Regions from separate parts of the Sus scrofa genome. Here all the other regions are linked to region 1. A link is a contact called in public HiChIP or PLAC-seq data. All regions are on one chromosome and are shown on one strand. The core of a region is the stretch at or near the end of the contact, and the rest is flanking DNA. Distances in the headings are between cores, read along the strand shown.

Evidence for each region. HiChIP or PLAC-seq counts read pairs in DNA pulled down with a chosen protein or histone mark.
Region 2: a contact with region 1 is called in an H3K27ac HiChIP or PLAC-seq map of alveolar macrophages. The contact joins the enhancer-like site here to the promoter of SVIL in region 1. A contact is called at or near these places in 1 of 5 promoter capture datasets (liver), 7 of 47 Hi-C or Micro-C datasets (alveolar macrophages, blood, liver and 2 more) and 2 of 2 datasets of contacts at active chromatin or transcription factors (alveolar macrophages and skeletal muscle).
Region 3: a contact with region 1 is called in an H3K27ac HiChIP or PLAC-seq map of alveolar macrophages. The contact joins the enhancer-like site here to the promoter of SVIL in region 1. A contact is called at or near these places in 1 of 5 promoter capture datasets (liver), 9 of 47 Hi-C or Micro-C datasets (embryonic fibroblasts, fetal heart ventricle, fetal skeletal muscle and 4 more) and 2 of 2 datasets of contacts at active chromatin or transcription factors (alveolar macrophages and skeletal muscle).
Region 4: an H3K27ac HiChIP or PLAC-seq map of alveolar macrophages shows a contact between it and region 1. The contact joins the enhancer-like site here to the promoter of SVIL in region 1. A contact is called at or near these places in 1 of 5 promoter capture datasets (liver), 5 of 47 Hi-C or Micro-C datasets (alveolar macrophages, heart right ventricle, liver and 1 more) and 2 of 2 datasets of contacts at active chromatin or transcription factors (alveolar macrophages and skeletal muscle).

What each region holds. Positions count from the first base shown.
Region 1 is chr10:41,173,807-41,179,594 of Sscrofa11.1, reverse strand. SVIL (supervillin) reads right to left here and starts at 3,237. Exons shown (of 36, transcript XM_021064788.1): 1 at 3,089-3,237.
Region 2 is chr10:41,269,211-41,275,325 of Sscrofa11.1, reverse strand. The region is part of intron 3 of SVIL (supervillin); the gene reads right to left. Among named protein-coding and RNA genes, the nearest start is that of SVIL, 96 kb to the right of the region's middle. Within about 2 kb of position 1,920, at least 1 of the 83 cell types and tissues checked has an H3K27ac peak or open chromatin away from gene starts, as enhancers often do. A contact at or near this core is called in alveolar macrophages, where this site is marked.
Region 3 is chr10:41,291,534-41,297,530 of Sscrofa11.1, reverse strand. The region is part of intron 3 of SVIL (supervillin); the gene reads right to left. Among named protein-coding and RNA genes, the nearest start is that of SVIL, 120 kb to the right of the region's middle. Within about 2 kb of position 1,795, at least 1 of the 83 cell types and tissues checked has an H3K27ac peak or open chromatin away from gene starts, as enhancers often do. A contact at or near this core is called in alveolar macrophages, where this site is marked.
Region 4 is chr10:41,251,793-41,257,859 of Sscrofa11.1, reverse strand. SVIL (supervillin) reads right to left here. Exons shown (of 36, transcript XM_021064788.1): 3 at 583-682. Among named protein-coding and RNA genes, the nearest start is that of SVIL, 78 kb to the right of the region's middle. Within about 2 kb of position 2,274, at least 1 of the 83 cell types and tissues checked has an H3K27ac peak or open chromatin away from gene starts, as enhancers often do. A contact at or near this core is called in alveolar macrophages, where this site is marked.

The DNA of each region.
Region 1 (5,788 bases), core at 1,988-4,487:
AGGAGGCGCGCTGGGGCCGCTGCAGCTCTCGCTACTCTCCCCGGCGCTGGGGAGGGGAGGCTGGCGGTGTCGCAGTTCTGAGCACACGCGTGCCCCTCCCCGGGCCGCCCCTTCCCCGCCCCTCCTCCCCGCCTAACGGGCCGCCCAGCTAACTTCCCGAAACTCCGCGGAGGGAAATCCTGACCCGGCCGGTACCTCCGGGCGACGCGCGCCCGGGCGCGCCGGGGACGGAAGTGGGTGGGAGCGGCGACCGCGCCGCGCCTTTGTTGCTGCTTGGGGCCCCGCGGCCCCCGGGAGCGCCCAAACGCGGCGGACGGGGGATCGGCCGACCCTCCCTGCCCGCAGCCCGTGGCAGCACCGCCCTGAGCCCGAGTCTAACTGACCCACCTCTGGCCCCCTGCCTAGTGTCCGCCTGCCGGAGCCCTGCGCGGCCGATCCCTGCCTTCGGCGACCGTGCGGAGGGACGCTCCTCACCTTATGAGCTTTCCCCAGACCTCCGGGGGCACAATCGCCGCTCCCCGCCCGACAGCGGCTGGGCAGCCCGACTCTCAACGGCGCCACGGCCACTCCCTGCCTCCTTTCAGAGAGCGAGGACCGGGTCCCCCTCCCGGGATGATTCACAGCTCCTCACCTGGAGCTTCGCTCGAGTCCCCTCCCCTCCGCCGGCCCGCGCGACGATCGGGAGTGGGCGCCCTCTGCCGGGCCACCCGGCCGGAGCTCCCAGGGCCGGAGTGGCTCCGGAACTTGAAGCCAGCAGGAGCAGGGACCCCCACGCCTCCCGCCGCGACCACTACGCTGGCGAACGGGCCAGCGCGCCGAGACCATCCTGGCCGCCAAGCCCGCGCTGAGCCCGACCCTGGGCCAAGAGGACCAGAGCTGTCTCCGCTCCCCGGGGCCACTGCGCGCCTGGAGTCGACCCACTCGCGGACCGGCCGGTCCAGCCCTGCCCGCGGGAAGCGTCCCCAGGAAATTGCCACCAATTGCGTGCCAGTTTAAAAACCCTGGAAAGTCAGTTTCAATGTGTGAAAACAAAGTTTGGGTCCTGATTTCCAGTAGCCCCTTTCTGCCAGAATTAAAGGGACGGAGGGGAGGGCAGTTGTCTGTCACACCCCTGGCTCCCGAAACTTGGAAGACGCTTGAGGCGGGACAGTCGCAGCCCCAGAGGAGCCCAAGGTCGGCCGGCGTGTCGCTCCCCAGCCGGGGGGAGTGCCTGTCTAATGACTCGCTCTTTCGCCAGAGTAAACACACTTCCAGCAGGTGAGCCTACCTCTCCCCCCCCCCCGCCTCTACCCTGCCCCAGGTCCTGGAAGCAACTCTGGAAGGAGACCAGCAGGGGAGAGGACACCCACGCGCGACAGTACGAGTTTCCACGCGCGCTCCGACTTCCCGACGCATTTACCTACCCCTTGTGCTCTTCCACCTGCCGGCCGCCCGCCGACTCACAGTTCCCCTCGGCGGCGAGGCGCACACACCTCCCCGAGCAAGCTGACTCTCGGCGAGGAGCCCCGGAGAGTCTGTCCCGCCCCCGTCGCCGCAGCTGCCGGAGCAGACAAGTTGCAAGGCGGGTCAGGCCGAGCCCGAGCGGACGCCTCCTTCCCCGAGTGCGGGCGCGCGAGTCCCGGCGCGGTGGGCGGGCGCCGGGTATTAATTGTAGGGCCCCCGGGCGCTCTGAGTGGTTCGGACCGCGGGCCAGGCCGGCGGGGCCGGCGCGACCCACCCCCTCGGCGCGCACCCGCCTGGCTCGAGGACGCGCACGCGCGCACGCGCCCGGCTGCTCCCGGGCCCCCTGGGCTCGCCGAGCTCCCTGTTCCAGTCCCTCAGCTGCAGCAAGGCCCGAGGGGCGCCGCAGACCTTAGAGACCCCGGTCAGGCACTGTGAATATCCAGCCCTTCCAGGGACAAAACCCATCAAAATGTGTGCGAACGTTGTAGTCGCAGGGGCTCGGGGCCACTGGTCAAGCAGATCGTCCTGTGGCCACTCACAGCCATGAAAAAGTCTGGTCACCCTCCGAACTGCCCGTCTTGACAGGGGACCGTCCCCTCTGTCGGTGGTTCTCACACTTTACACTTCTGCTAATCAGAATCCCTCGCCAAACCCCCGAGATTTGTTTAAAACACAGATTGCGAGCCCCACCCCACTGTCTGCTTCTTTAACCTGCCTGGCCCAGAACTTGGCGTTTCTAACAAGTTTCCAGGTGATGCTGAGACAGTGGTGATGATGAAATGAGTTAAGGTTGGTGAAGTACTTGGTAATCTGCGAGGCAGTAAATAAACTTATGAAATTCACTTGTGCTTCTTGTCTGTTTCACTAGTGTTCACATTTACATTCCCTCCAGCTACTGCTTTTTTTCCTCCCACTGTTAGATTCTCATTTTAACTCCTGAGGATGCATCAAGCGGATCCATACCTGCTCCCATCTGAAGAATGAAAAGGGAGTGTGTTAGTTTCCTAAGGCAGCCTTCACCACCTACCCTGCAGACCTGGAGGCCTAGACCACAGAATATCTTCTCACCCATCTGGAGGCTGGAAATCAGGCGTCAGGAGGGTTGTTTCTTCTGAGGCCTCTCTCCTTGGCTTATGGATGGCTGCCTTTCTTCTGTGTGTCTCTGTCCTAATCTCTTTTTAAGACCCCAGTCATGCTGGATTATAGCCCACCCATTAAAGACTTCATTTTCACTAAGTTACCTCTTTGAAGATCCTATCTCCAAATCCAATCACATCCTGAGGTTCTGGGAGTTAGGGCTTCAACAGACGAATTGGGCAGAGGAGACGGGGGCAACTCGGCCCATAACAGCTTTACTGCCCCCAAGATCCCAGAGCAGCTTCTGGGCTCAGCCTTCCCCAATCTCTACTCCATCCTTGTGCCCTCCCCTGGAGCTGGCTCGCATGTGGACTGACAAACACAAACCCTTAAAGTGCTGTGACTCACAGCTGGAAGGACTTAAAATCCAGCTCAGGGTCCTTGAGAATATGATCAGCACAACACTCCAATGTGTGAAAAGAATCTATGAGAAATTCGGAACCCCAGCAGACCTTTCAGAACTGGCCCTTTACAGTTTGTTAATGACGAAGTAGAGAAGCAGCCTTACCTCTGCCCTGCCCTCGTGGGAGCTATGCCCTCTGCCTGGTACCTGTGCCGTCTCTGGAAAGTTCAAGAAGGAGGGTCTGTGTTGAACACATGCAATAAAGACGCTTCCTTCCTCCTGCTATCTGGGAGAGTGCTGGCAGCGTTTAAGCTAGGGAGGCCGGAGGAGGCAGAGACTAGAGCTGTTTACACTGATCCCAGGCTAACCAGAGACAGCTGATCTTCAGCAAATCAGTAATAGCCCTGAATTAAGGATCCTCCCAAAGCCTCATTCCCAATCCCCTGCTGGTCCTGTCTTTACTTTGTGGCTTCAGCTAACACCAGGCGAGACTCTCCCCAATCTCCAGATCCAAGTAGCTACTAAATCAGCACTCCAGACTCAGTATATCCATCATAGAACTCTTTCCCCCAAACGTTGTCTCCCCACCTGCATCCTCTATCTGAGTGACTGGCAAAGGTGCACATCCCATTCAATCCACCTGCTACTGTGTCTTGGATGCCTCACAGCAGCCCCTTTGCTTCTCCATACCCATCACTACTACCCAGGCCAAAGCCCTTTGTGCCGTTTCTCCTGTTTTTTTTTTTTTTTCCCTGCTTTTTAGGGCTGCACCCACAGCATATGGAGATTCCCAGGCTAGGGGTCAAACTGAAGCTGTAGCTGTAAGCCTACACCACAGCTCATGGCAACGCTGGATCCTTAACCCACTGAGCCTGGCCGGGGATAGAACCTGTGTCCTCATGGATACTAGTCAGATTCATTTCCCCTGAGCCACAATGGGAACGCCTCTCCTTGGGTGTTCAATACCAGCCTCCTAACTAGACCACTGCCACAGCATCCTTTTGGCCAGCATCCTCCATACTGCATCCTTGGGTATCTTTCAGAAGCAGAAACCTAGTTATCCTGTGCCCTTTTTTAACCCCTCAATGGATTCCTTTTGTTTCAGGAACGAATTTAAGCACCTTTGCTTGCCTCCTTCTGGAGGCTCATCTCTAACCATTTCCCCATCTGTGCCTTTCATTGGAGCCAAAGGGACCACTCCCAATGCCGGCAGATTCAAGATGGTCCATGTTCTTGGAACACAAATACCCAGCACTCTCTTCATCTAGGGAGATGGTATCACCTCTTCCAGCCTCCTCCAGAGAGTTGCCAGGTCTAGGAAGCCCACCCACCCCTTCCTGAATGAGGTGTCCTTGTGCTGCTCTTTCTGCACCCTGGGCACATCTCAACCATAGCACTTAGAGCGCTGGCCATCATTCCTGGGTCAACCTTCTGCATCTTCCAGCAAACCCTGAGGTCCCAGAGGATAAGAGCCTTAACCATTTTTGTAAGTTTGAAGTCTAGGCTGGACTGGATGCTCAAAAAGAAGTTCACTTTAAGGAATGGACTGATTCCTAGAAATTCAGAAGATTTAGTCAAATTTGGCATCTGCTAGCAAGTACTTTATCTGGAGCAATCTTCACTTTTTCTGACAATATTTATAAGCATGCTCCCTTAAGCTGCTTCCTATTGAATTATAGGTTTATCTTTTAGAATCTCTAGTTAACTTCTATGCTTCCTAAATTCCCAGGGTGCCTTAGGGTTTTTCAAGCTGCTGGTCATGAAATCAGCTTTGTGAGTAAAGATAGGCATTTAAAAAAAAATTTTTTTTTGGTCTTTTGTCATTTTAGGGCCTCACCCGTGGCATATGGAGGTTTCCAGGCTAGGGGTCTAATCAGAGCCATAGCTGCCAGCCTACACCAGAGCCACCGCAATGCCAAATCGGAGCCACGTCACAACCTACACCACAGCTTATGGCAATGCTGGATCCTTAATCCATTGAGCGAGTCCAGGGATCGAACCCGCACCGTCATGGTTCCTAGTGGGATTCATTTCTGCTGTGCCATGATGGGAACTCCAAGATAAGCATTTTTTAAAACGAAACAGAATTAGAGCATAGGGAACAATATACAGTCACTTGGGATAGACCATGATGGAAGCTAATATAAGAAAGGGAATGTGTGTCTCTATATACATGTGGGGGCGGGTGTGTGTGTATGTCTGGGTCACTTTGCTGTACAACAGAAAGTTGCACAGCAATGTATATCAATGATACTTCAATAAAATTTTAAAAAATTAGAATGAAAAATACTCATGTGGAACTCTATTCAATATCCTATGATAAACCATAATGGAAAAGATTATTGTGAAAAGAATGTATGTATAATTGAATCACTCAGCTGTACAGCAGAAATTAAACAACTTTGTAAATCAACTCGACTTCAAGAAAAAAAATACTTGTGCGCATCCTGCCAAGTCAGAGTCTGTACTATTTTCATGAAACTTTTGTTAACTATAATTGTGAGGTGTGTGTGTGTGTGTGTGTGTGTGTGTGTGTGTGTGCATGCGTACAGGGTTGTGTGTCTTCAAATTTATTTCTTCCGGTGGGTCACAGTTATAAGCTGGAGTGACACTATCTTAGGTAGGGCTGGAGTCATACTCACTAGAAGACACATGTTTATAGAGATGCTGGAATGGGGTTCATTTCAGCAGAGAACATTTTCTGGAAAGAAACTCTGAGTCAGAGGTTTCATGGAGAGTTGGCAGAGTGGGCAATAAAACACAGGGTTCCCTCTGTACACAGTAGGTGCCCCATAAGTGCTTTTATTGACTGGTGTCTGCCTGGAGATATGTGTGGGAAGTTCTCTTGGCTGGAGTCTGTCAGAG
Region 2 (6,115 bases), core at 671-3,170, 97 kb before region 1:
TTGCCCCCAGTGGAAAACTCCTAAGCAGTCCTGCCAGCACATCTCAGTGAGGACCTGGCTCACGCCACCTCCCTGGGCAGCAGGTTACTTCTCAGTGATGGATGCTCATGCAACATGAAAAAAGCTCAAGCTTTTTTCCTTTTTTTTTTTTTTTTTGGTGCCACACTTGCAGCATGTGGAAGTTCCCAGGCTAGGGGTTGAGTCAGAGCTGCAGCTGCCAGCCTACACCACAGCCACAGCCAGATTCAAGCCACATCTTCGACCTACACCACAGCTCACGGTAACACCAGATCCTTAACCCACTGAGCAAGGCCAGGGATCGAACTCGCATCCTTATGGATACTAGTTGGGTTCGTTGTCCACTGAGCCACAAAGAGAACTCTGTGACAAGCTTTTTAAATTAAATGTTCTTGAAGAGTAAATGTAAGATATCCTGATAAGGAATTCCCACTGTGGCACAGCAGGTTAAGGATCCGGTGTTGTCTCTGCGGTAGCTCTGGTCGCTGCTGCTGAGGGGAGGGTTTGATCCCTGGCCAAGGAACTTCCACATGCCACAGGTGTGACCAAAATAATAATAATAAAGAATGTCCCTGTAAAAAAGTCCCTTTTACCCTCTTCCAGGGATACTCATCAGAAGGAGGAAAAGAGATCAGGTTACAAATACATACTTGGGAAATAGCATTTAACCCAGAGGTTACCTCATATGCACTGAGATCTATGGTGACTTCCTCTATGGACCTTTTTTTTTTTTTTTTTGGCCACACCCGTGGTGTGCAGAAGCTCCTAGGCCAGAGATGGAACCCGAGCCACAGTAGTGACAATGCCTGATCCTTAACCTGCTGCACCACCAGGGAGCTCCAGTGGACTTTCTTTTTTGGATGAGAAGGGATTTTCATGTCTTGCTTTTTCCACCAACCTCACATGTGGATACATCCAGGAGGCTGTGACAAAAGTGGACATCATGCAGTATCCCTGTGCTGGTGACAACCAGAGGGTGGAAGATGGCTGGCCCAATGGGTAATTAAGTCCCTACTACCTCTGACCCCTTCCTACCTCATAGCCATCTGTCCCACCATCCCTCCCCCTGGTAGGTGACCATGAGAAACCACCCTGATGGCTGCTGTGTCCAAGCTGGACTCTGCTCAGAACACCCTTGATTCCTGGTCACTTGGAAAACCCCTAACTCTCCTTTAAGACTCAGCTGACTTGATTTCCTCTTTGAGCTCTTCCTGACATGGTCTATGATTTCCAGCCTCTAGACTCTTCCAGAAGGCAGGGGCCCCACCTATCTCTGCACCCACAGAACCCAGCAGTGGTGCCACTACACACACACACACACACACACACACGCCATACCTGTCTGTGCCCTGCAGTTAGATCTCTTGCTCTTGGGTTTATTTGGCAACAACACCCGCCTTTTTTTTTTACCCCTCCTCGGGTTTAACTAATCAATACTTAATGCCCCTCTGAAGTTAGAAAGTGACAAGAGTGACAAGGCGGCTCGTCAGTTTCTAAGCAGAAAGTGAAGAAGATAGAGCCAGCTTGCACACTTTTGGGGGAGAAGCCTCACTTTCCAGCTTTCCCTTCGTGAAGACCTATTTCTTTCTTTTTTTCTTTTTTCTTTGCTCTTTAGGGCCACACCTGGTTCCCAGGCTAGGGGTGGATCGCAACTACAGTTTCTGGCCTACACCACAGCCACAGCAACACAGGATCTGAGCCGCATCTGCGACCTATACCACAGCTCACGGCAACACCGGGTCCTTAACCCACTGAGCGAGGCCAGGCATCAAACCCGCAACCTCACGGTTCCTAGTCAGATTTGTTTCCTCGGCGCCAAGACGGGAACTCCAAGAAGCCCTATTTCTGAAGGAAGGATGATGTCAGAGCATGGCCAGAACAGTCAGAGCTGGAAAGCAAGACAACAAAGCTCTCTGCCTAGCTGCTTCTGCCTTCTGGAAAGTTCTGCTTCCTAAATGGCAATGAACTGGAGCAATCATTAGAAGTATTCTTTTTTTTTTTTTTTTTTTTAACGGCTGCACTTTGCAGCACATGAAAGTTCCCAGGTTGGGGGTCTAATAGGAGCTACAGCTGCTGGCCACAGCCACAGCCACAGCCACAGCCACAGCCACGCCAGATCCGAGCTACATCTGCAACCTACACCACACCTCACCGCAATGCTGCATCCCCGACCCACTGAGCGAGGCCAGGGATCAAACCTGAGTTCTCTAGGATACAAGTCGGATTGTTTCTGCTGTGCCACAACAGGAACGACTGGAAGTATTTCTTGAAGTTGCTCATTTTTAGGGGATGAAAAGCCTAAGAACCAGGATCCGAATTCTGTCCTAATTTCTGCTCTGGTGGGACCAGACTCGGAATCGTTTTCTTTTTTCTGTTTCTCCATAAACTGAGGGTTTTGACTATCAGGTGAAGCAACACCTGATAGTCACCGAATACCCACACAAATATACCACTGTGAGTCTGAGCTGGTGGCTGACTGCAGTATGGGCAAATAATTTTACCACTGGGTAATTTTGTTTTTTGTCTTTTTATTGCTGTACCCATGGCATATGGAATCTCCCAGGCTTGGGCTGAATTGGAGCTGTAGCTGCGGACCTGCACCACAGTCACAGACAGCAACACAGGATCTGAGCTGAGTCTGTGAACTACACCACAGCTCATGGCAATGCCAGATCCTTAACCCATTGAGGAAGGTCAGGGATCGAACCCATGTCCACATGGATACTAGTCAGGCTCCTTACCCCTGAGCCACACTAGGAACTCCCTGCTGGGTAATTTTAAAAAAACAAAAAAGGGAAGTTCCTGTTGTGGCTCAGGGGTAATGAACCTGACTAGAATCCATGAGGACCTGGGTTCAATCCCTGGTGTCGCCCAGTGTGTTAAGGATCCGTTGTTGCTGTGAGCTGCGGTGTAGGTTGCAGACGTGGCCTGGATCTGGCATTGCTGTGGCTGTGGTGCAGGCTGGCTGGCAACTGCAGCTCCAATTCAACCCCTATCCTGGGAACTTCCATATGCTGCAAAAAATAAACAAATAAAAACAAAATTTTTTAAATAAAATAAAAAGCAAAAAAGGAGGGTATGATTTGGGGTTGTGACATTTTTCAACCAGTTCACCCCTCACCTCCAGACGGTCAAAATCAATCAAGCTGAGCCTTTCTCTGTCTCTCCCTCTCAAAGCTTAGGGGGAACTTCACTGGCTTTGGATGACAATATTTTGAGCTCCAAGGTCACATGGAGGTCACTGGCTTGAAGACCAGAGGAGCAAGCCAACTCTCCTCTCCCAGGCTGCTGCTTCAAGATGGGTGTGGAGCAACGCTCAGCATGAGCAGAACTGCTGGCTTCATGGTCCAGATGAAATGCGAGTTTGCCAAGCAGGGGAGCCTGGCCCGGGTTTTATGAGTCCTGGCATCAAGGATACAGCCTCTCACAGGGCTGGACCAGCGTTACATCATGGACACCAGGCTCAGGGTCTTGAGAGTAACCGGAGATGGACAAAGTGTGACCTGCTCTACTGAGGCTGCTGCAGATCTAAAAATCCGGGGTTTCTGTCCATTCCTCGCCTGGCAGAACCACAGAGGTTGCTTCTCCAGTGGAGACATGGGCTGCAAGCCATCCAGCTGGTGGAGGGAGGCTGTCCCTCTGGAGGAGAAGCCGCAGAGGCACTTTCCTTTCCATGTTGGGGTTGGCATCACAAAGTTTAGCACCTTGGCGGATCCCCAACACCAGGAGAGAACCAATGACTCCGATTCCAGGATGAAATGCAGAGTCCCTGTGGTCCTCTGCAGGGGTTGCTGTGCAAAGGTGCTTCTCTGCACCGGCTTACACAGGAGAACCAGGAAACACAGCCAGACCTCAGAGATACGCTGGGAACAGGAAGTACCCAGGCAGCTTTCTGTGCAAACACAGTTTCCCCACCTCCCCAAGCCCAGAAACCCCACATGGCCTTGGTTAGAAGGATCTAGAGGCTTCTGTTATCATGTTCATTCTCCTCCTCCTCCAGAAACACTACTCATTATTTTTTTGTCTTTTTAGGGCCATGCCCATGGCATATGGTGGTTCCCAGGCTAGGGGTCCAATTAGAGCTGGAGCCAATGGCCTCCACCACAGCCATGGCAGCCAGATCCGAGCCACGTTTGCGACCTACATCACAGCTCACAGCAACGCTGTGGTGGCCAGGGATTGAACCTGCGTCCTCATGGATACTAGTCAGGTTCATTTCCGCTGTGCCACGACGGAAACTCCCAGAAACACAAATCTAAGTGATGGCTGCACACTTGGACCAAGGCACAGAAGCCTAACAAACCTGTAATAAAGTGGAACCACAGTCCCAATAATTCCATAAAGCGGAACCACGATGCATTGTAGCTTAAAATCTATCTGTGCCCACTGCCCCACTGGGGATCCTGAACCCCAGCTCCCTGGCAGCACAAGGAGGGACTGCCTGTCAAGTTTAGGCAGTGACTCTGGTTTGGAGGGCAGGGGCTCCCCAGCTGAAGAGAAGGGCAAGACTGAACATCTAAGTATGAAAGCATAGGGTAAGGAGGTGGCATCAACCATGCGGGCAGCATGGGATGAGGGCTGAGTTCAGGAGGATGAGGAATTGGGAAGGTGGAAGGATAAATGGGAAAGTTCAAGAAAAGAAAATAAGGGAAAGACAGAGGAATCATTAAGCTGAGCTTTCCGAAACACTGGCCACATTTTCTGCTATTTTTCATTGCATGGCATCCACTGAAAACCTGGTCTCAGTCCAGAGACCAAATCATTGCTGGTCTACATTGAGACTCCTCAGGGCCTATTCAGTTCTGAAAAACAGAGATTCTGGAGCTCCCGTCATGGCTCAGCGGTAATGAACCCAACTAGTGTCCATGAGGAGGATAAGGATTTCATCCCCGGCCTCGCTCAGTGGGTTAAGGATCCAGCATTGCCACAAGCTGTGTAGGTCGCATATGTGGCTCAGATCTCATGTTGCTGTGGCTGTGGTGTAGGCTGGCAGCTGCAGCTCCAATGCTACCCCTAGCCTGAGAACTCCCATGTGCTACGAATGTAGCCTTTAAACCCCCTGAGATTCTGTGACTCTGAGGCAAAGCCCTGTCTCATAGTCACCAAAGAAAACAGAGAATCAAGAGTGAAATAAAGAAAGGAAGAGGGAGTTCCCGCCATGGCACAGTGAGTTAAGAACCTGACTGCAAGGTGACTTGGCTCACTAAGGAGGCGCGGGTTTGATCCCCGGCGCAGCAGAGTTCAAGGATCCGGTGTTGCCACAGCTGCAGCTCAGATTCGATCCCTGGCCAGAGACCATGCATATGCCAGGGGGGTGGCCATGAATTTAAGAAAAAAAAAAAAAAGAATGGAAAAGGATCCAAGGAGAAATAAAAGTGTGTTAATACCAGGCCTTCTGGAGTGAGAGGTACATTTTCGACAGCAGGACAAGGAAATAATGATAAAAACTTCTGATCACACCTCAGCTCCATGGAATAGAGACTCCGTCTGGGGTGGACAAGCCTTCCCACATCCCTGACGTTATCTGTTGAACTTGTTCTACCAGAGTGGATGACTTATTAGCACATATGAGGAATTCCTTTCAGAGGAGCCACTAAAAATGTCTGCGAATCTAACAATAGTGGGACGGAGAGTGTATCAGAGCGAAGAGAGGAAACACCTCAGCAAATACACCCTCAGAGGTCCCACTATGGTGCAACTGGATGGGTGGCGTCTCTGCAGCAGCTGGACGGAGGTTTGATTCCCAGCCCAGCACAGTGGGTTAAAGGATCCGGTGTTAACATATGCAAAAAACACTACATTTAGAATGAATAAGGAATGAGGCCCGTACGTACAAGCACAGGGAACTATATCAGTCCCTCGGGATAAAACATGATGGAAGATAATATAAGAAAGGGAATGTGTATATATATGTGTGTGTGTGTATATGTATATATATATATATATATATGCCTGGGTCTCTTTGCTGTACGGCAGACATTGATACAACACTGCAAATCAACTATACTTTATTTTAAAAAATTAAAAATAAATAAATAAAGGATCTGGCGTTGCCGCAGCTGCGGTATAGGTCACAACTGTGGCTCCGATCTGATCC
Region 3 (5,997 bases), core at 546-3,045, 120 kb before region 1:
CAGAATTGTTACAAAGCGAATTTCCACTAGGGAGCTCAGCAGATGAGGACATCAAATGCTCTCAGCTCTTTGGGCATTTGGCTCCTTCCTGTGAGTGTGTGTGCGCGTGCATGTGCGCGCAAGGGCCATTCATCAATTTCTTCACTGCACAACTAATCGCTGAACACCTGCTAAGTACCAATCATTGGGGCAGTATCTGCTTGGTTGTTTTGGCCACCCCGGGGCACATAGAGCTCCCGGGCCAGGGATCAAGATCCGAGCAACAGTCTCGACCTAAGCTGCAGTTGCGGCAATGCCAGATCCTTAACCCACTGTGCCAGGTCTGGGGATCCAACCCATGTCCTAGTACACCAATCCAATGTGCCACAGCGGGAGCTCCTGAAGCAGTAACTGTCAGAAGTCCTAAATATTAAACACACCAATATCAAATATAAGTGTGATATTATATGCTAAGCAACATGCTTCCGTTGCTTAGAAATAGCTGCCACTAGAGGTCCCATCGTGGCTCAGCAGAAATGAATCTGATTAGTATCCATGAGGACGCAGGTTTGATCCCTGGCCTCAGTGGGTTAAGGATCCGGTATTGCCATGAGCTGTGGTATAGGTCACAGACGTGGCTCGGATCTCTCTCATGTTGCTGTGGCTGTAGCTGTGGCCGGCAGCTACAGCTCAGACTCAAGCTCTAGCCTGGGAACCTCCATATGTGGTAGGTATGGCCCTAAAAAGCACACACACACACACACACAAAATCTGCCACTTGTACATATCTGACTTTTGGAATAACTAAGAGTTCCCTGTACTTCAAACAAATGTCCACACTGATTTCTTCAAGTTCCATCCATCAAGCTTAAGTCAAGCTGGGGGCCTTCCCTATACAACTTGCAACGACATCCCATCATAACCACCTACATGATATGCTTAGAAAAAAGATCAAGTTGAGTCTTGGTTTCAATCTTTATCAACTCAAGGTTCTTTCAACATACAGTTGGTACCTTGCCTCTTTGGGAAAACGGTGCTCCTGACTTTCAGACAAAACCAGGGAAACCTGCGCTGTAACTTCTGACATTCAGGCAATGATGACACAGATGTACATGGTGTTCCCCATCAAATCAAATCTACAATAAATTGATCTATAAGACAGATCTTAGATAAATAAAACCTCACAGAGCACACTTGTTTGTTTGGCATTAGGATTTACAGCACTGAGCTGATATATATATATTTTGTCTTTTTGCCATTTCTTGGGCCGCTCCCATGGCATATGGAGGTTCCCAGGCCAGGGGTCCAATCAGAGCTGTAGCCGCCGGCCTTCACCAGAGCCACAGCAACGCGGGATCCAAGCCGTGTCTGCAACCCACACCACAGCTCACGGCAACACCGGATCCTTAATCCACTGAGCAAGGCCAGGGATCGAACCCACAACCTCATGGTTCCTAGATGGATTCACTAACCACTGAGTCATGATGGGAACTCCAGCAATGAGTTGATATTTTTATATAAACTTCATGGCAGGTGATGGATTTCTCTCAAGAACAAGAGATGTTATTTTAAATTTCAAATAATACATGAGTAACATCTTAAAATGACACTGCAGAGGGCAGCCAGAGTGCATCCAAGTAATGCTATTTTTCTGCATGGTCTACAAAGGCGCCAGGGTGCTGGCTGGCCCGAGAGTCTTCTCTCATGTGCCGAGGTCCTCCTCAAGTGTGTGTGTGTGTGTGTACAGTGTGTGCCAGCATTCACTGTTTCCCACACTGCTGTCTACTTAAATCTGAGTTAGCTAGAGAAGAAGCAAATTCACATTAAGAAATTCTGTCCAGGACTTCCTGTTGTGGCTCAGTGGGTTACAAACCCAACTAGTATCCATGAGGATGTGGGTTTGATCTTGGCCTCGTTTCGTGGGTTAAGGATCTGGCATTGTGGTGAGCTGTGATGTAGGTTGCAGACGCGGCTCGGATCCTGCATGGCTGTGGCTACAGCGTAGACTGGCAGCTGCAGCTCCAGCTCAGATTAGACCCCTAACCTGGGAACTATACCATATACCATGGGTATGGGCCTAAAAATGGGACCAAAAAAAAAAAAAGAAAAAAGAAATTCTGTCCCATTAGAGAACTATCGTCAACATCCTATGATAAACCATAACGGAAAAGAATATTTTCAATTTTTAAAAAATTTTTTAAATAATACTTGAAATTATTTTTAATTCTTTTTGAAAGAAGGTACATATGGGAGTTCCTGTCGTGGTTCAGTGGTTAACAAACCCAACTAGCAACCATGAGGACGCAGGTTCGATCCCTGGCCTTGCTAAGTGGGTTAAGGATCCGGCATTGCTGTGAGTTATGGTATAGGTCACATACACGGCTCAGATCTGGTGTTGCTGTGGCTGCGGTGTAGGCCAGCGGTTATAGCTCCGATTCAACCCCTAGCCTGGAAACCTCCATATACCACAGGAGTGGCCCTAAAAAGACAAAAGACAAAAATATAAAAGAAAAGAAAAGAAGGTACGTATGTGTAACTGAGTCACTTTGCTGTATAGCAGAAGTGAACACACCATTGACAATCAACTACACTTCCATTTAAAAAAAAAAAAAAGAAAGAAATTCTGATTAACTAAAACATCTCCAAAAAGCAGGTACAAGTAAACTCTTTCTGGAGATTTCTTGGAGCCATCCTCCTAGATGACCAGGACATAGGGTTTCCGACCCTCCAAGGGGTACAAGTGCTGCTGGTGGGATCCAGATTCCAATGCGGATGCAACTTTTCCCAAATCAGTGTCTATGTGGTTCTCCATCCAATGGAGGGGGAAAAAAATGGCCAAGACCCTCCAAACTGGACAGCAGATGAGGGTATCTGATGTATTTCACGTATTTATTTTACATTTGAGAATGGTATTTATTTATTATTTAATATTTAGGAACCGTACATTACTTATGTTTTTTCATTTTTTCAAATTTTATCGACGTCTGGTTGATATGCAATATTGTGATCATTTCTGCTGGACATCAAAGCGACTCAGTTACACATGGACGCACATCCATTCTCTTTCAGATTCTTTTCCCAAACAGACCAGCACAGAATACTGGGGAGTGTTCCCCCTGGGGACCTCAGATAGATTGACTGATTGATTGATTGATTTTTGCTTTTTTTTTTTTTAAAGAGCTGAACCCAGAGCATATGGAAGTTTCCAGGCTAGGGCTTAATTCACTGCTGCAGCTGCCAGCCTACACCACAGCCATAGCAACAAGGGATACCAGCCACATCTGGGAACTACACCACAGCTCACGACGACACGGGATCCTTAATCCACTGAGCAAGGCCAGGGATGGAACCTGCATCCTCATGGGTACTAGTCGGGTTTGTTACTGCTGAGCCACGATGGGAACTCGCTGGGACATCTGATTTAGAAGACTGATACCTACTTGAATATTGCACAATCTGGCCAAGACCTGCAAACATTTTCAAGTCAATGTCAAGGGCCGTATAGAGTTGGCCCCCTAACCTCCAACCCCATCGTGCTGTGACTGTGAGGCCTCCTACATGGAGACTTAAGACAGCCCCCAAGGGGCTCACACATGCGAGAGGGAAGGCAGATGTCCTCATGGGAGGCGGGTAAACCCAGCCCTCTTCAGGATGGGAGAACATGGAATGCACTTGCTTTTACAGAAAGTTCTAGAATAAGTGCCAAACCCAACAGCTGCACGCTGTTCAGATGAAGAGGCAAGACCTCGGAACATCATTCTTGGGGTGGGGGTGGGGTTTATGGTAGAGTCCGTCAAATTCAAGTTTTACTTTAAGTCCAGAAAGCCAGAGAAAGGAAAAACACTGTCTTTTCCGACAACAAGGGGCTGTTTGCGGCTCTGTGACAGAACCAGACCCTGCTGTGGAGAGGAGGCCCAGCCTCTGGCTACAGGATGCAAAGTCCAAGGCCAGTTAGACCCCAGCCCTCCGAGGCCCTGCTTCTCACACAGAGCCCCCCACCCTGGACCCTGTAACCAAACCCCTGCACAAACCCAGTGCCTCCCTGGCTCCAGGGTGATTACGCCGATGCACGGGTCCAGGCAGACCTGGGCCCTCTGCTGCCTGCCCCTCCCTTCAGGGTTACAGATGTGGCCTTTGAGCAAGGCTCTGTGTGGCCACCATGTGCTCCAAGGGTCCAGAAGCCTGTGGGGGAGGAGCGGGAAGGGGCAGCAAAAAGTGACACCTCGAGATTCAGGCTGAAGCTTCCCAGGATGACAAGGCTCTCGTTCCCCAGGGGAAGGAGAATTAAACAGCTCGAAATTAACGATCCTCTGAACTCCTTCCTCAGACGACTGGCGGAAGACACCACACACACAAACATCAGATATTTTTCTCGGTCACCCATGTTTAAGTTCTTTTCTATACGTTCTCAGCTTAGCAACAGACACGGAAGGGGAGGTTTCGGGGAAGAAATGTCTTCACGTGGGTTGTGGGTCACCGTCTGTGGGAGGAAAATGAAGGATCTGGGGTCACCTGTTGGGCTGTCAAAGTTTAACGACGGCTCTGCCAAAATGATTTTGGTCAGTGATGGCTAAGACTCTCCAGATGGAGGGCAAATGTTTACGATCGGGGTCAAGAGTGTTGACTCTCGGGCAGTGAGCTTGGAAAACAAAAGAGCTTTGAGTAAAGATGACGTGAGTGCAGCCAAAGCTGGTACTGAAGGCTCCTTGGAAGAGGCTCAAACTCACAGCCACGGCTCTCAAAGCCCACTGATGCATAGGCATCATCTTGAGTGTAGACAGAGAGGTCCATCTCGTCACGGCAACATCTATTTTTAAAGCCAGCGCGCGAGCACGCACACACACACACACACAATATGATATGGTTTCCCTTAGAAAATCAGAAGGGCCAAATAATGACCACATTTCTAATTTTAAGGCTGAGTTAACAAACACCAAAGCAGAAGCTGAGGTTCGATTTTCATGTTTTGCACCACTAAAATTAAACCAGAATGTCATGGACTTACTATCTCATTACCAGGGGCAAACAACATTCTAAAACATGGAAGCATATTATGGTTTGGTTCTTATTCAGACCTATTCCCCCAGACATGCATAATACCTCTAGAAACATAGACGACAGGAAAGGAAAGACCACCAGTTCACCCCAACAGGAAACAGAGCCTCTATCCACAAAATATCATGATGCCTACAAGTCAGATTCCACATTTCTGAATATTATACATACATTTTCTTTTTTGGCCATCCCATGGCATATGGGGTTCCTGAGCCAGGGATCAGATCCAAGCCACAGTTGTGACCTACACCACAGCTGCAGCAACAGTGGATGCTTAAGCCACTGTGCGGGGCGGGGGGGATCAAATCTGCACTCAGGAGACGTCAGCGATCCCATTGCATCAGAGCGGGGACACCATGGAATACGATGATTTTTAAAAGACCACTTAGAGTCGTAACATGACCCAAGCTATCAGAGCTGTGAAAAGGGGGAGGGTATGTCTATATAAATAGACGTTGGATATACGTTTTAAAAAGTATCCCTGCATGCATTAAAAATCAGTAAAACTTACAGATATCCATGGCCGCGTTGCTATTGTCTTGATGGTTAAGATGAAGAAGAGGCAGTGAGTGAAAAGGAAATCAGGGAAAGCAGAGGTTAAAAGAGGAAAAGGGAAGAAGGAAGAAAGGGAGGGAGGGTGGGAGGGAAGGAGGAAGGAAGAGGAGAAGGGAGAAAAAGATCAGGAGCGAGGGAAGGAGCGAAGAGGAAGCAGGAAAGAGGAGGAAGAGGACAAAGCTGACTTTCCTTATATCATCCCTAAATATTCACTCACCCCTCAGACAAACCAAAGAAGGCCAGGAGGTGACTCCGGGAGTTGGTTATTTTAAAAACATCCATTCAGCAGAACAGCTCAGCTGAGTTGTTTCTGCTATGGAGTCACCCAATCCAATTAAACACTTGTATTCATCCACACTGCGGATGCAAGGGTTAAACCGGGGCAGTGAACAACTATCCTGCCCCTTC
Region 4 (6,067 bases), core at 1,025-3,524, 79 kb before region 1:
GGTTCTCCGTATTGGAAGTCCCTCACTAGGGAAGGTTATTTAACTTTAATCCAGGGTTTTTCAAACTCCCTGGAGCACAGACCCAGCTCCGTAGCCCTGCCCCATGGCATGAACAGCCTAGAGAAATGTGTTCCGTGGAACGCACTTTGAGAAACACTGCCCTGGGGGCAGCAGTGCAGACAGCAGGTGCCCAGAACGATGCTTCTACTCCCCGTTCTGTGCCTGGTTCTGCCCTCCTCTAAACAATCTAACTCAGGGTCCCCGAAAGTTCGGTCGTGGCCAGAGCTCAGTTCCAAAAGAGAACCCCAATCCTAAGCTTTGCTTTGCTTTCAGACATTGGAACACAGGACCACTGAAGACAGACAGATTTTTCCAGCTTGTCAGACTCACTTCCCCACCCCCGGATGTTTGCAGTCCCACAACTTACCTTCGAGGCCCCTTTAATTTTCTCAGAGCTCCATCGGCTGAATGTGATTCAAACAAATTTACCCTTTATAATGACCTTTAACCTGCTCTCAGACTGCAGGCAAAACCAGTGACGTGTCAACCACAAAACGGTGGTATTTCTTTCTAAAGACTTACCGTAATGCTGGTATTTAAATCATGGCTTCAGATGGACAAGGACTTCAAATTCTTCCTCACTCAGCTCTCCGCGTCTCCAGGTCATCTATGCAAACCCTTCCTGCAAAAGAGGAAAGAAAAATGTCCACTTTGAAATCTAGGAAAGACAGCAGCCAATAGTGTAAGACAGCCGCCTGTGTGAGCAAGGCCAGATCCGCTGCAGTGATTCATTTTCTGCTTCTAAGAAGAGCTTTTTCCCATTCAATTATTCATCTACATCGGTGACAAAAGATTATAGGCAGTGATTTGAGCATCTTTTCAACCCTCATAAAAAATACGCAATTAAGAAATACATTTTTTTGGATCCCGCTGTGGTACAGTGGGTTAAGAATCTCACTCCAGTGGCTCGGGGTGGTTGCAGAGGCAAAAGTTTGATCCCCAGGCTGGTACAGTGAGTTAAATGCCAAAGCTGTGGCTCAGATTCAGTTCCTGTCCCCGGAACTTCCACATGCTGCAGGCGCGGCCATAAACAATAGTAACAACATTTTTTTCCCTTCATCTTGAACTCACTGAATAAAGTCATTTTTATGTGATGGTTTTTCAAAGCTCTAATTTTTCTCTGGTGATGAAATTTGACATTTGGTCTAAAAGCAGAGCTATCATGAGTAAATATGAATCCTTTCCACAACACAAATTGACATCAGACCCAATAAAGGGACTTTGGGAAAGAAGCCTTGTAATGAAGGAAGACTTGAAAAGACAGAATGTTCTGAAACTCATCAGAGAGTTGGATGTGTATAACCAGAGGGAACTGACAAAGTCCCAGGTCCTTAGAAAAAGAGAGACACTGCATAATAAAATTGAAACTAGAGGAGTTCCCACCATGGCACAGTGGAAACAAATTCGACTAGGAACCAGGAGGTTGTGGGTTCGATCCCTGGCCTTGTTCAGTGGGTTAAGGATCCAGCGTTGCCGTGAGCTGTGATGTAAGTCACAGATGCAGCTTGGATCTGGCATTGCTGTGGCTCTGGCGTAGGCTGGCAGCAACAGCTCCAATTAGACCACTAGCCTGGGAACCTCCATATGCCATGGGTACAGCCCTGAAAAGACCAAAAAAAAAAAAAAAAAAAAATTGAAACTAGAATAACCCATTGAGGGAGTTCCCACTGTGGCTCAGCAGGTTAAGAACATGACATAGTATCCATGAGGACACAGGTTCAATCCCTGGCCTCGCTGAGTGGGCTAAGAATCCAGTGTTGCCACAAGCTGCAGCGTAGGTTGCAGATGCAGCTCAGATCTGGCATTGCTGTGGCTGTGGAATAGGTTGCAGATGCGGCTTGGATCCAGTGTGGCTGTGGCTGTGGCCATGGCGTAGGCTGGCAGCTACAGCTCTGATTTGATCCCTAGCCTGGGAACATCCATATGCCTCAGGCGCAGCCCTAAAAAGAAAAATACTACTACTACTAATAAAAAGAATAACTCATTGAGGTTGAGCAACTGGGCTGGAACATGGTCTGTGCCATTCATTCCGGGCAGAGAAAAACCTTCCACACTGATTTTCCTCCAGCATTCCTGGAGGAAAAGGGAAAACCTTCCCCGTGCTGGAAGTACAACAGAGTAGGACAAAGGGCAGCAGACACTTCCCTGTGTGATTGTCCTAACGGTGAGTCGTCATGTGTCTACAGGATGACCCCCATGGTGACAAACTCATTTGTCACCCTCAGAAGGCCGTCCCCCTTGTGTGGCATCCCCTTGACTCAGCCTGGGAAAGGGGCATTGGACCCAAGCAGAGCTCCAGCCCTGAGATCTGGACTTGAGAGGAAAGTCCTAGGGCTGTTAGTTGGTTGGTGGCTAGTTGGTTAGTGGTTAAGTCAGAGGGGTTTGGGGAAGTCTTCTGTTTTAGGGGCTTCCCTTTCCTTCCTGCTCCTTCTGATATCACTTGCTTAAATCACTCTTTTTTGGGGGGTGGGGGCTGTACCTGTGGCATGTAGAAGTTCTTGGGCCAGGGATCAAACCTGCACCACAGCAGTGACAATGCCAGATCCTTAGCCCACTGAGCCACCAGGGAACTCCTATATTACCTTTTGAAAACACCATCCTTAGATGCAATTAGAGATGATCATCCTAAGTGAAGTAAGACAGAAGGAGAAAGACAAATGATATCACTTCTATGTGGAATCTAAAATATGACACAAATGAACCTATCTACAGAACAGAAACAGACTCACAGGCATAGGGAACAGACTTGTGGTTGCCAAGGGGGCAAGGAAGGGAGTGGGATGGACAGGGAGTTTGGGATTAGTCGATGCAAACTATTACATTTAGAATAGATAAGCAGTGAGATCTTACTGTGCAGCACAGGGAACTATGTCCAGTCTCTTGGGAGAGACCATGAGGGAAGATCATGCAAGAAAAAGAATGTATATACATGTATGACTGTGTCACTACGCTGTAGAGCAAAAATTGACACAACACTGTAAAATCAACCATACTCTAATACAAAATTAAATTAAAAAAGAAAAAGAATATATATATATATATATAAAATATGTATGACTGGGTCACATATGCCATACAGCAGAAATAGGCACAACACTGCAAGTCAACTACTTCAAAAAAAAAAAAAAGATCTACGTTCCCCCTGCCAAACAAAACATCATCCTAGGAAAGAGTTCACTCAAAGAAGGTCCTGAACCGGACAGCAGCCAATAACACTGCCAGCCTCTTAAAGGACAGAGGTGGTGTCAAAAGTCAGTTTGGGAAGCATATGGGAGGCGGGGTGTCAGAGCTGCTCTTTCCTCGTGTAGAGAGCATGGGGTTCATCTCTAGAAGCCCAGGCTGAGGCAGCTTACAAGGAAATGAGCCTGTGTGTGGGGTGGGGGTGGGAGGGTGGGAGTCAGCCATGCAAAGTTCCCACAAAGCAACAAAACACTTTCACCACTGCTCACTGAACTTTGGACAGCCACAAACTCAGGACTGGAAGCCACAAAGATGGTTGCGGCACACAAAGACAAACTGTTGGGTTTAAGAAGACTGTTTTAGATGGAAAAAAAAATTATTATCCTCCCTACTCCACAAATCTGTTTGTTACTAACCAACCTCTGGAGCCTTGGGAACTGGGCTGGACCCAGGTGAATCTCTCTCACCTGAGCCGCCTCCTCCGTATGCTTGACTTGGGAGACAAAAAAAAAAAAAAAAAGACAGAAAGAAAGAAAGAAAGAGTTCCCACTGTGGCTCCTCAGGTTAAGAATCGGTCTAGTATCCATGAGTATTCAGATTCGACCCCTGGCCTCACTCAGTGGGTTAAGGATCCAGCATTGCTGCAAGCTGCAGTGTAGGTTAAGGATGCAGCTAGGATGTGGCATTGCTGTGGCTGTGGCATAGGCCAGCAGGTGCAGCTCTGATTCAACCCCTAGCCTGGGAATGACCAAATGCTATGGGTTTGACCGTGTGTGTGTGTGTGTGTGTGTACACACTCAAATGGGGAAGACGTAGCTGCTTTTGAAAGAAGACCCTCTTTTCAGACAAAAGGAAATGATTCAAAAAGAATGGAAAAAATGGCCAAGGAAACCAATAGAAGCCAAGAGGCAAGGACAGGAGTGGAAATCCTCACTGCCCTTCCCTCCTTAGAGAGAGCACCCCTCCCTGTCCTTGGCCCAACCCTCCAGGACCCTCCAGAAGAGGAATCCCCTCTGGGCTTTACAACTGTGGGGCAAGAAAGAAGAGCATCTACAGTGGACATCACGAGTCCAAGGACCGAGAGGGGGTCTCGTACCTGAAATGCTTTCATTCCCTGAATCCGTTTTATCCCAAGACAGAGGGAAACCCTCAGTCACTAGACAGTAAAACATCAGAATACAGCATCGAGGGGAAAACAAAACCATCAACCAGCTTCACCGCACTCAAGAGAACCTGGGGAAAACAAACAAACAAAACAACACAAAAGACCAAGACCACAATCAGAAAAGGGTCCAAACTGAGTGACAGGTTGAAGTTGAATTAAACTGGTCCCACTTGTAGAAAAGCAGAAGCAATTCTAGAGGAGAACAGAGCTCTGGAGAAAGGAGAATCAATTTGGTCTGGGTGCAGCAGGAAGAGGCGTCCTGCTCAAGGGCCTACCCTGAGGTCCTGTCTAGTCCCTCCCAGGCTTCCCCCAGCCTTTTAAAGCATTGCTTCCTGGTCAAAAATAAACTTTTGCTGGACTTTCAGATGCTTATCTCTGGGCAAAAACTCTGACAGGGCTTTCTCACTCATTCTAGACCATTTGCATCCAGAGGGGAAATTATGGCAGAGAAAGATAAGTTTTCATCTTAGTGTTTCCAAAGACATTGGTTTGACAGGAGGTGACAGGGAGGTGCCCACAGTGAAAAGATGTGTGAGTTGGAGTCACGTACTACAATCGTCCCTCGTCATCTCAAAAGGTCTGGTTCTGACCCCCTTGGATACCAAAATCCAGGGATGTGCAAATCCCTTATAGAAAGTGATGTAACACACGCAGATAACCTATGCCCATCCTCTCATATACTTTAAATCATTTCTAGATGACTTCTAATACCTAACAGAATATAAGTACTTTGTAAATAGTTATAAATACCACGTAAGTGCTAAGTAAATAGTTGCTGATATGCAGCAAATTCAAGTTTGGCAGAGTTTCCATTGTGGCTCAGTGGGTTAAGAACCTGATATAGTGTCCTAAGGGTGTGGGTTTGATCCCTGGCCTCATTCAGCAGATGAAGGATCCAGCATTGCCACAAGCAGTGGCATAGGTCGCAGATGTGGCTTGGATCTGGCATTGCCACAGCTGTGGGGCAGGCTGGCAGCTGCAGCTCCGATAGGACCCCTAGCCCAGAAACTTCCATATGCCATAGGAGTGGCAGTAAAAAACAAAACCAAAACCAAAAACCAAAAAAAAAAAAAAAAAAAAAAAAAAATGGGGGCGGGGTTAGAAATTCAAGTTTTGCCTTTTGAAACTGTTTGGAATTTCCTTCCAAATATTTTTGATCCAGGGACGTAGAACCCACGGATGTGAAGGGCTGGTGGTACTTAACTTCCACCATATCAGGTGCCTCTGGGTCCAGAAGGTTTAGAAGAGTCTTGACCCACTAACCAGGCATCCATAAGTCGTTCCCCCCAGCCCCTACAGACTGGAGATGAGGCTCCCCGAGACCCAACTTCCACCCTGGCTAATTTTTCCCATCTTTCTCTCCCTAGTCACCTAGAGCAAGGAAAGGAGGTTCCTGAAGACATTTTCACAGAGCCATGGTCACTTCCTTCCCACGCCCAAACAAACCTAAAGATGCCTTTTGGGATTCAGCTCAGAGGTTGCAGCTTCTGGGAGGGCTTCCCTAGCTGCCTTCTGTCCTCCTCATGGGACATTCTCCGGTCTCAATTCCTGCCAAACACACAAATGACTACAAATGATTACTGTAGTTCCTTCTCAATCACTGTGGGTTGGATTAGCCACAGCAATAATAGCAATAATCATAGAACTTTGTAAAAGATAGTC